Linked DNA regions of Mus musculus: region 1 is linked to region 2. Evidence: chromatin contacts called from public HiChIP or PLAC-seq data. All regions are on one chromosome and are shown on one strand. Each heading gives the region's core, a stretch centred on a gene start, on an enhancer-like site or on the middle of the called end of the contact. The rest is flanking DNA. Distances are from core to core; before and after follow the strand shown. Region 1 holds the start of Lta (lymphotoxin A). Region 2 holds the start of 1110038B12Rik (RIKEN cDNA 1110038B12 gene).

Evidence for each region. HiChIP or PLAC-seq counts read pairs in DNA pulled down with a chosen protein or histone mark.
Region 1: an H3K4me3 HiChIP or PLAC-seq map of the SCID.adh cell line shows a contact between it and region 2, with 10 read pairs. The contact joins the promoter of Lta here to the promoter of 1110038B12Rik in region 2. A contact is called at or near these places in 1 of 39 promoter capture datasets (cranial neural crest), 6 of 115 datasets of contacts at active chromatin or transcription factors (the 230-238 cell line, the SCID.adh cell line, embryonic stem cells and 2 more) and 2 of 9 other capture datasets (liver and pancreatic islet).

Annotation. Positions count from the first base shown.
Region 1 is chr17:35,203,582-35,207,956 of GRCm38.p6, forward strand. Lta (lymphotoxin A) reads right to left here and starts at 1,770. Exons shown (of 4, transcript NM_010735.2): 1 at 1,578-1,770; 2 at 977-1,081; 3 at 794-893; 4 at 1-568. The coding sequence starts at 1,072. The coding sequence ends at 156. It overlaps Mir6974 (microRNA 6974), which reads right to left and starts at 976; the gene lies at 894-976.
Region 2 is chr17:34,949,874-34,954,038 of GRCm38.p6, forward strand. It overlaps 1110038B12Rik (RIKEN cDNA 1110038B12 gene), which reads right to left and starts at 2,598. Exons shown (of 4, transcript NR_015536.1): 1 at 2,479-2,598; 2 at 2,263-2,300; 3 at 2,012-2,052; 4 at 362-602. It overlaps LOC115488834 (a small nucleolar RNA gene), which reads right to left and starts at 2,202; the gene lies at 2,140-2,202. It overlaps Snord52 (small nucleolar RNA, C/D box 52), which reads right to left and starts at 1,135; the gene lies at 1,077-1,135.

The DNA.
Region 1 (4,375 bases), core at 520-3,019, 250 kb after region 2:
GGCCCTGGGGAAGATGTAGTCCCCTGAAGTGTCTCAGACTCCCGTGAGAGCTCCAGGTTATTTTAGTGGGGAAGGCTGGAGACTGTGGGGATGTGACCCTTGAAACAACGGTCAGGATGGAGGCCTGGAATCCAATTCTTGGGTTTCTTTAGAATCTACAGTGCAAAGGCTCCAAAGAATACACTGCTGGGGCTGAAGTGTAGATGGGAGATGCCGTCGGTGTGGGTGGACAGCTGGTCTCCCTTACTGAGCAGGAACACAGCCCCCTGGTACATTGAGCGCACCCACGGTCCTTGAAGTCCCGGATACACAGACTTCTGCGCACTGAGGAGAGGCACATGGAAGGGGTATTGGGAGGAAAAGAGCTGGACCTCGTGTGCCAGGTAGATGGGAGTGGGAATGGCCCTGGGGGAGCAGCTTTCTCCAGAGAAAACCACCTGGGAGTAGACAAAGTAGAGGCCACTGGTGGGGATCAGGAGGGAGTTGTTGCTCAAAGAGAAGCCATGTCGGAGAAAGGCACGATCCGTGCTTGCTCTCCAGAGCAGTGAGTTCTGCTTGCTGGGGTACCCTGGGAAGAGGCACAAGACATTGGGGGGCTATCAAGATCAGAGGTCCCCATCCCTGAGGGAGCAGGCACTGGACAAGTGGGATGGTTGGTAGGGAGATGGGAGTGGGGTGCCTGCCCTTAGGGGTAAGAAAAGTTGGTGTGGGGAGATGGGAAGATCGCCTGAGCCCCTGGGCAAGTAGGACAAAAGGCAGGGACTGGACCTCTCCTCTGGAGGCAGAAGTTTACCAACAAGGTGAGCAGCAGGTTTCAGGATGCCATGGGTCAAGTGCTTCTGAGGGAGTGGATGGGCTGTCCTGGCAGCGGAGAAGCGGACACCAGAGAGTCCCTGGGACAGAAGAGAGTGGAGAGGACTCTAGGACTCTGAGTTAGCTAGGCCACCCCAGCACCCCCAATCTCTTGCTGCCTCACCTGGGCCCCTAGAGGCAGGGCCAGCAGCAGCCCCAGGAGGAAGACAGGAGGGGTGCCAAGCACCCTCAAGAGGTGGAGACGGCCGAGCAGTGTCATGTGGAGAACCTGCTGAGAGAGAGAGAGAGAGTGTGTGTGTGTAGCGGAGGCGGGGCACACAGCGGAAGACAGACCTTACCTCCCAGCTGAGACAGCCACCCTGAGAGACAGGGCGACAGACAGAAAAGGGGACAGGCAGGGGAACCCTGAAGTGAGCAGGGATAAGGAGAGACAGAGGGGAAGAGGAAAGCTCCACCATAGAATCAGACAATGGCTAACAGAGGCAGAGAGAGAGAAAGAGAGAGAGAGAGAGAGAGAGAGAGGGAGAGAGAGAGAGAGAGAGAGAGAGAGAGAGAGAGAGAGAGAGAGAGAGAGAGAGAGAGACTGATAAGGCCGCCACAGGAACAGACCAAAAATCAAAGCCACGACAGGAGGACCAGACCCATTAAGGCTGGGGATCCAGGCAGGTTGTATAGAAAAGGCTGTGGCTCAAGAAAGGAGGTAGGATCCTGAGGGATGCCTGATACCAGGGTAAGCCCAAGGAGACAGGGTAGGAGAGGCTCACCTGCTGTGCGGGGTCCTGGGCGCTGGCGCTCGGGTCCCTTTATAGAGGAAGCGGCAGTGTGGCAGGCAGCGGGCGGGTTCTAGGTCGGGGCTGGGGCTTGGGGAAGCCCCCAGGGCTTAGAAGATGCTGCTGTTTCAGTCGAAGGCAGGAAAGGCTGGGGCCTAGGAGAGAACCGCAGGCTAAGGGCTTAGACTACTGCGTTCTGGGAAAGGGAGTCGGGTCCGGGGAACTGTGGGCCGCAGGGACTAGCAGGGAGCTGGGTCAGGCCCAGGAGTTCCAGTGAACGGCCGAGCAATTCGTGGAGAGGGTGCAGCTGGGCTGTGACTGGAAGCCTGGTTCCCTGAAGAGTGATGGTTTATATCACTTCTGCACCCTTGACTGCTCACAGGCTTCTCTGCACATTTCCCTCTCTGTCGATCATGGTCATGTCTGGAGGGCTCCGAAGCCACATGTGGTTAGCGGCACCTTTGTTTTTTCAGGTTCGAACCCAGGGCTCTGGATGCTTGACATGCCTGCCGCCCCTTCAGGCCTATTTCCTCTCTTGTCTTTGGGGGTTCAAGTCACAGTTATTCCAATATATCTGTATTTTCTGGTCATCTGCCAGTTTTTTTTTTTTTTTTTTTTTTTTTTTGCTTTTTTCGAGACAGGGTTTCTCTGTGTAGCCCTGGCTGTCCTGAAACTCACTCTGTAGACCAGGCTGGCCTAGAACTCAGAAATCCGCCTGCCTCTGCCTCCCAAGTGCTGGGATTAAAGGTGTGTGCCACCACTGCCCAGCTTTTTTTTTTTTTTCTGCCAGTTTCATCTGCCAGTTTCATGTCAAGAAGTTCCATTACAGTGCCCTCTCCCCAAATCTGGGGCATCCTGGTGTGTAACAATCTTAACTGTGTCCCCTTACTCTCTGGAGCGGCAGTTCTCAACCTGTGGGCAAGGTCCCTTTGGCAAACCTCTATTTAAAACAAATATTTACATTATGATTCATAATAGCAGCGAAATTACAGTTATGAAATAGCAACGAAAATAATTGTATGGTTGGGGTCACCACAACATGAGGAACTGTATTAAAGGGTCATGGAGTTAGGAAGGTTGAGAACCCTGTCCTAGAATGTTCCAGGTCTGGAAGATGATTTGGGGGTATTCTCTTAGAACCCCAAGATCATGTAACCCCAAATGTACACCCCAGGCTTCCAATGCTCTGTACAGAGGGAGCTTCAGAATTCTACACAGGTGAAGGCAGTTTTTTGTTTGTTTGTTTGTTTGTTTTTCGAGACAGGGTTTCTCTGTATAGCCCTGGCTGTCCTGGAACTCACTTTGTAGACCAGGCTGGCCCCAAACTCAGAAATCCGTCTGCCTCTGCCTCCCAAGTGCTGGGATTAAAGGTGTGTGCTACCACTGCCCAACAAAGGACATCTGAGCAGTGCTTCTCTATTGGAAGGCCTGGGACACAGCTCAGGTAGCTGCTTGCAGGCATGTGTGAGCCCCTGAGTCCATCCCCACATTCCCAGCAGTCACATTGATGATTTCTGTCTTAAGACAAAATTTTAAAATATTGTTTTGAGGATTGGAGAAATGGCTTAGGGTTCTGAGCACTAGATGTTCTTCCAGAGGACCAGTGTTAATTCCCAGCATCTGCATGTTGGCTTATTACATCTGTCCTTGCAGTTTGTGGGGATGTGACATCCTCTTCTGGCCTTTGCAGGCACTATACTCAAATGGTGCTGAGACATACATGCAGGCAAAAATCCTATACACACAGCAGAACATTTAAAAACATATCTATTTATGTGAGTACATACAAGTGCCACAGGCCACATGTGGAGGTCAGAGTACAGCTCTTTTTTTTCTTAATATATAATTCATTTTTATTTCATGTAAATTGGTGTTTTGCCTGCTTGTATGCCTGTATGAGGATGTCAGCTCTCCTGGAACAGGAGTTATAGACAGTTGTAAGCTGCTGTATGGGTTCTGGGAACTGAACTCAGGCCATTAGGTAAAGCCAGTAAGCACCTTTGCCCACTGAGCCATCTTGCTGGCCCAACTTCCTTCTCTTTCTTTCTTTCTTTCTTTCTTTCTTTCTTTCTTTCTTTCTTTCTTTCTTTCCTTCCTTCCTTCCTTCCTTCCTTCCTTCCTTCCTTCCTTCCCCCCCCCCTCTCTTTCTTTTTGTTTTTCAAGACAGGGTTTCTCTGTGTAGCCCTGGTTGTCCTGGAACTCACTTTTTAGACCAGGCTGGCCTTGAAACTCAGAAATCCGCCTGCCTCTGCCTCCCAAGTGCTGGGATTAAAGGCATACACCACCATTGCCTGGCTCTTTTTCTTCTTATTATTATTATTATCAAAGTGTTTGATTTTTTTTCAAAATTTACTCTTTAAAGTTATTTTATTATTATATTTTATATATTACTTATACACACATATATACATATACATGTATACATACATATACATAGAGACAGGCTCTCACTATGTAGCCCTAGCTGCCCTGGAACTCAATATGTGCATCAGGATGGCCTTGAACTCACAGAAATCACCTACTTCAACCTTCCAAGTGCTGGGATTAATGGTGTGTGCACCGAATGTCATCCATCTATCAAGCTTTCTTATACAACCCAGGATCCCCTGTGCAGAGGACGGTGCCACTCATGGTGGTCTTGGGCCTCCTACATCAATTAACACCCCCCCTCCCCGCCTCCCAAACACATACAGCCTGGGCAATCCCTCAGCTGAGACTCCTTTTCAGGTGACTCTAGACTGTCTTAAGTGGATAGCCAAAGTCACAAGGATACTCCTGATGGCTGTTAGGTT
Region 2 (4,165 bases), core at 1,348-3,847:
AGCACACCTGGAGTCTACTGGTGGGGTCTCCAGAAGGCTGGGGTGCTTGATGCTGTCCTTTACCCTCTGCAGTGGGAGCTTAGGGGAGGGGAGGCCGACTTGTTCCTAGCAGGTAGATCTGACCGATTCAGATGCTAATCTGCTAAAACTATGGTCAGCCTTACAGGTCTGTATAGAATTTTCATCTGTACTTCCAGAACAGATGCTGTTAAGGGACCAGGAACCAGACACATGAAATGACTAGCTCCTTCCTGGGCATTTGATGTAGGCAGTCAGGTGGTGACACCTGTGTGGTAAGGTTAAAACCTTATTCCCATATATCTTCTCACACCTCCCCACAAAGTGACACAGAAAAAGTCTATTTAAGTACTTTTAAAAGTATTTTATTGAGATCGTTCAGGAAACTATGCATTTCCAAGCCATTATATAGTCTGGGCAAGATAAGTTCTTATTTCATTTGTCTAATACTCATGTTCAAGGGAGGCCCTGGTTCAGTCTGGGCGCAGGGCTCGCAGATTACACCTTACAGCCTCTCATGTTCAGATAACTGGCAACAAAGCAATAAAAAGCCGTCCAACTTGTCAGTGCGTAGCAGCAAAGCCCTGAAAATTCAGAAGAACATTTTCAGCAGGGGAACAGCAAACACAAAGCTGATTTATGTGTTTCTAAAACCAGGATATTCCAACAAGGTCAGCTTTACAATCTGCACAGCGGGTTCATTGTGCTAACTTTACAGGCCCTAGTGACATCATACAAAGCCTTCAACAACCCCTCCACCCCGCCTTTACTGCTTTATTACCCTGAAAAGTGAGCTAACCACCCACCTTCATGTGGGCAGGACAAAGGGCTGGCTCTCATTAGATGATTAGCTCATTCAGGTCACATCTAGGTCACTTCCACCTTTGTCTGGATTCCAAGGTTAGCCCTCATCTAGGTGAGGGGATGGGGCCCCTGTGAAGTCCTCAGAGCTCACCCTGGAGAGTTAAGATGGGCACAATGAGAAACAGGAGAGCAGGGTATGTTCCTCACCAGAGCCAGTGTTGGCACACTGGGCTCAATCTCAAGAGGTTCCCCAAATGAGTCAGATTTATAGCTGACATCAAGGACAGCGTCAGAGACTCTAGTCTGTGAAATCATCACTCTCAATTGAGGGAGACCAGAACCTAGGGTACCACCCAGGGAATGTCAATCCGATAGACACAGGATGCGGTAGCCAGTGTGTGTAGTTAGGCTTCGGACTGTTGCAGAGCTATATAAAGCCAAAACTCCTGGGGACTGAAATTTAACTGCTAAAACCTTTAACGAAAAAAGGTGGCATGGGCCGGAGAGATGGCTCATAACCATGTGTAATGGGATCTGACGCCCTCTTCTGGTGTGTCTGAAGACAGCAATAGTGTACTCACAAACATCTAAATCTTAAAAAAAAAAAAAAAAAGGTGGTTGGAGCCAGGACTAAGGCCATCCTGAATTGAGAGCCCGTCTAAATACCCAAAAGCATAGTCTAAAACAGTGGCTCTCAACCTGTGTCACCAAGGAACCCTTACATAGGGGTCCCAGACAGGACAGCCTGTGTTATCACAATAGCAAACTTTAGTTATGAAGATACAAGGAAAATAAAACCGATGGTTAGGAACATCACAGCCCGAGGAACTGCATTAAAGGCCCTCAGGAAGGCTGAGACCCACTGCCGTGGACTAGCATACAGAACTTAAAGGCACAAGAAATAATCAAGGCAGCTCCTGGATCCACCATAGATTTAGAGTTAGGGAGATTAGTTAAGATCTAAAAACAAAAAGATGGCTGGGTGGTAGCTTGCTTGGAGACTGGCTAATGCAGGCAGGATATTAAGAACAAAACAAGGGCCAGTCGGTGGTGCTGTATGCATTTAATTCCAGAGAGTAGAGGCAGGCGGATCTGAGATCAGGGCTACATGGAGAAACCCTGTCTCGAATCCACCCCTTCCAAAAAGTCAAGCCAAGAGACAAGCATGCCAGTGAAACCTAAGACTAACCTTTCTTCAGGTGTAGGCAGCTGGCGTGTGTCCTCAAATCCCTACCAGAAAGCAAGACACAGAGGTAAATTACTCAGAACTCTAGGCCACTCAAAACCCACGCCACTGCCGATTTTGGACCCGGGGACGGTCAGCGCGCTGCGGTGATGGCGTCAGCGAGACACTCAGAATCACCAGAAATCATCATTACTGTCCTCTCCCCGAAACCAGCCCCTCCTCACACCGCCTACCTCTCGCCAGCATGCGCTTACCATTGTGCTACTGGGTACGGCTGGCGTGGGCCAGGAACCTGGAAGAGATCATTGAATGAGCACAGGTCGTAGAGACCCCGGCCTGCAGCCCCCACCCCGGCCTGGGTCAGTTACAAGGAGTGGCGTCACGTGGACATCAGAAACTCTAGTCTGTAAATGTGGGTCATCATACCCGGCCCCACACCGCAGAGCCCTCCCCACAGGACCCCAGGATACCTGCGGCACGAGGCGGACCCATGCCTTGCTCTCCGGAGTCCTCAGACCCTGCCCAGACCGGTGGAGAACAAAGAAGGGTGAAAACACGGCAAACCGTGTGGGCGGGTGCACAAAGAGACCCGTGTGCCGCCCGCCTCGGCCATTTATACCCACGCCTGGCCCGGGGGTCCTGACGGACATAGTCGTCTTCTCATATGCCTGACTTGATCGCGCTGACAAATGCGAAGGGAACAAAGAGGAATCATGTTTCTTACTGTCCTAAGTAGAGAATCATGTATATGACGACAATTTGATAAACTACCAATCCAAAGGAAAGAAAAAAAAAAAAGAAAGAAAGAAACAGGCAGCCTAATCGGCCAAGATTGGGTAAAGACCCTGGAGCTCCTACAGGATAGGTCAGCTCTTTGGTCTCCTTTAGGCTTATGGCTTTGCGGATTCTGTACTCATGTTTGGATCCAGTCTACCCAGGAGGACTCATATTGCCTACACCTAGCAGAAAAATCTGAATTTGCACCTCAGCTTCTGCTCTCCGTTAAAAAGAAAAAAAAAAGAAAAAAAAAAGATTACTGAGTGCTCTGCTGCATGTACACGTGCGTGCCAGAAGAGGGCATCAGATTCCCTTATACATGGTCACGAGCATTTGGTTGCTGGGAATTGAACTCAGGACTTCAGGAAAAGCAACCAGTGCTCTTAACTGGTGAGCCATCTCACCAGCCCCAACATTTTTATTTAAAGGGGGATAAAAGCCACACACACACAAACACACATCTGGCTCATAGTCTAAGATGGGTTCCAACCATGCCTACAATTACAGGCGTGACACACTACTATGTTGAGAGAGAGAGAGAGAGAGAGAGAGAGAGAGGGGGGGGGGGTCGGTTTCAAGACCGGGTTTCTCTGTGTAACCCTGACTGTCCTGGAACTTGCTCTGTAGACTAGGCTGGCCTCGAACTCACAGATATCTACTTGCCTCTGCCCTGAGTGCTGGGATTAAAGGCATACAACACCACTGGCCAGCTTTTAAGAAATATTTTTAGATTGATTGTATTTGTGTCTATGTGTGTTAGAGGAAGTTGTAAGCCACCTGGTGATAGGTGCTGGGAACTGAAGCCAGGTCCTTAGAAAGATCAGTAAGTGCTCCTGACCACTGAGCCACTGCTCCAGCCCCTTTGTCTTTTTTTTTTTTTTTGAGACAGCAATTCTGTACCATGACGGTCAACATTCCTACTTCCTTTTCCTAAATGCTGAAATTACATGTGCAAGGCACTATACGCTTCTCTATCTTCATTTTAAAATACATTTTAGCCAGAAGCAGTGGTGCACAACTTTAATCCTAGCACTTGAGAGGCAGGGGCAGGTAGATCTCTTTGAGTTCAAGGCCAGCCTGGGCTACGCAGTGATGAGATAGTGCCTCAGAACATAACTAAAATTTAAAATCTAAGAATCCTATAGTAGCCGGGCAGTGGTGGCACATGCCTTTAATCCCAGTACTTGGGAGGCAGAGGCAGGCAGATTTCTGAGTTCAAGGCCAGCCTGGTCTACAGAGTTAGTTCCAGGACAGCCAGGGCTACACAGAGAAACCCTGTCTCAAAAAACAAAACAAAACAAAAAACAAACAAAAACAAAAACAAATAAAAGAATCCTATAGTAATTATGTGTTCGATAAGTCTCTCAGTTCCTAGGCCCA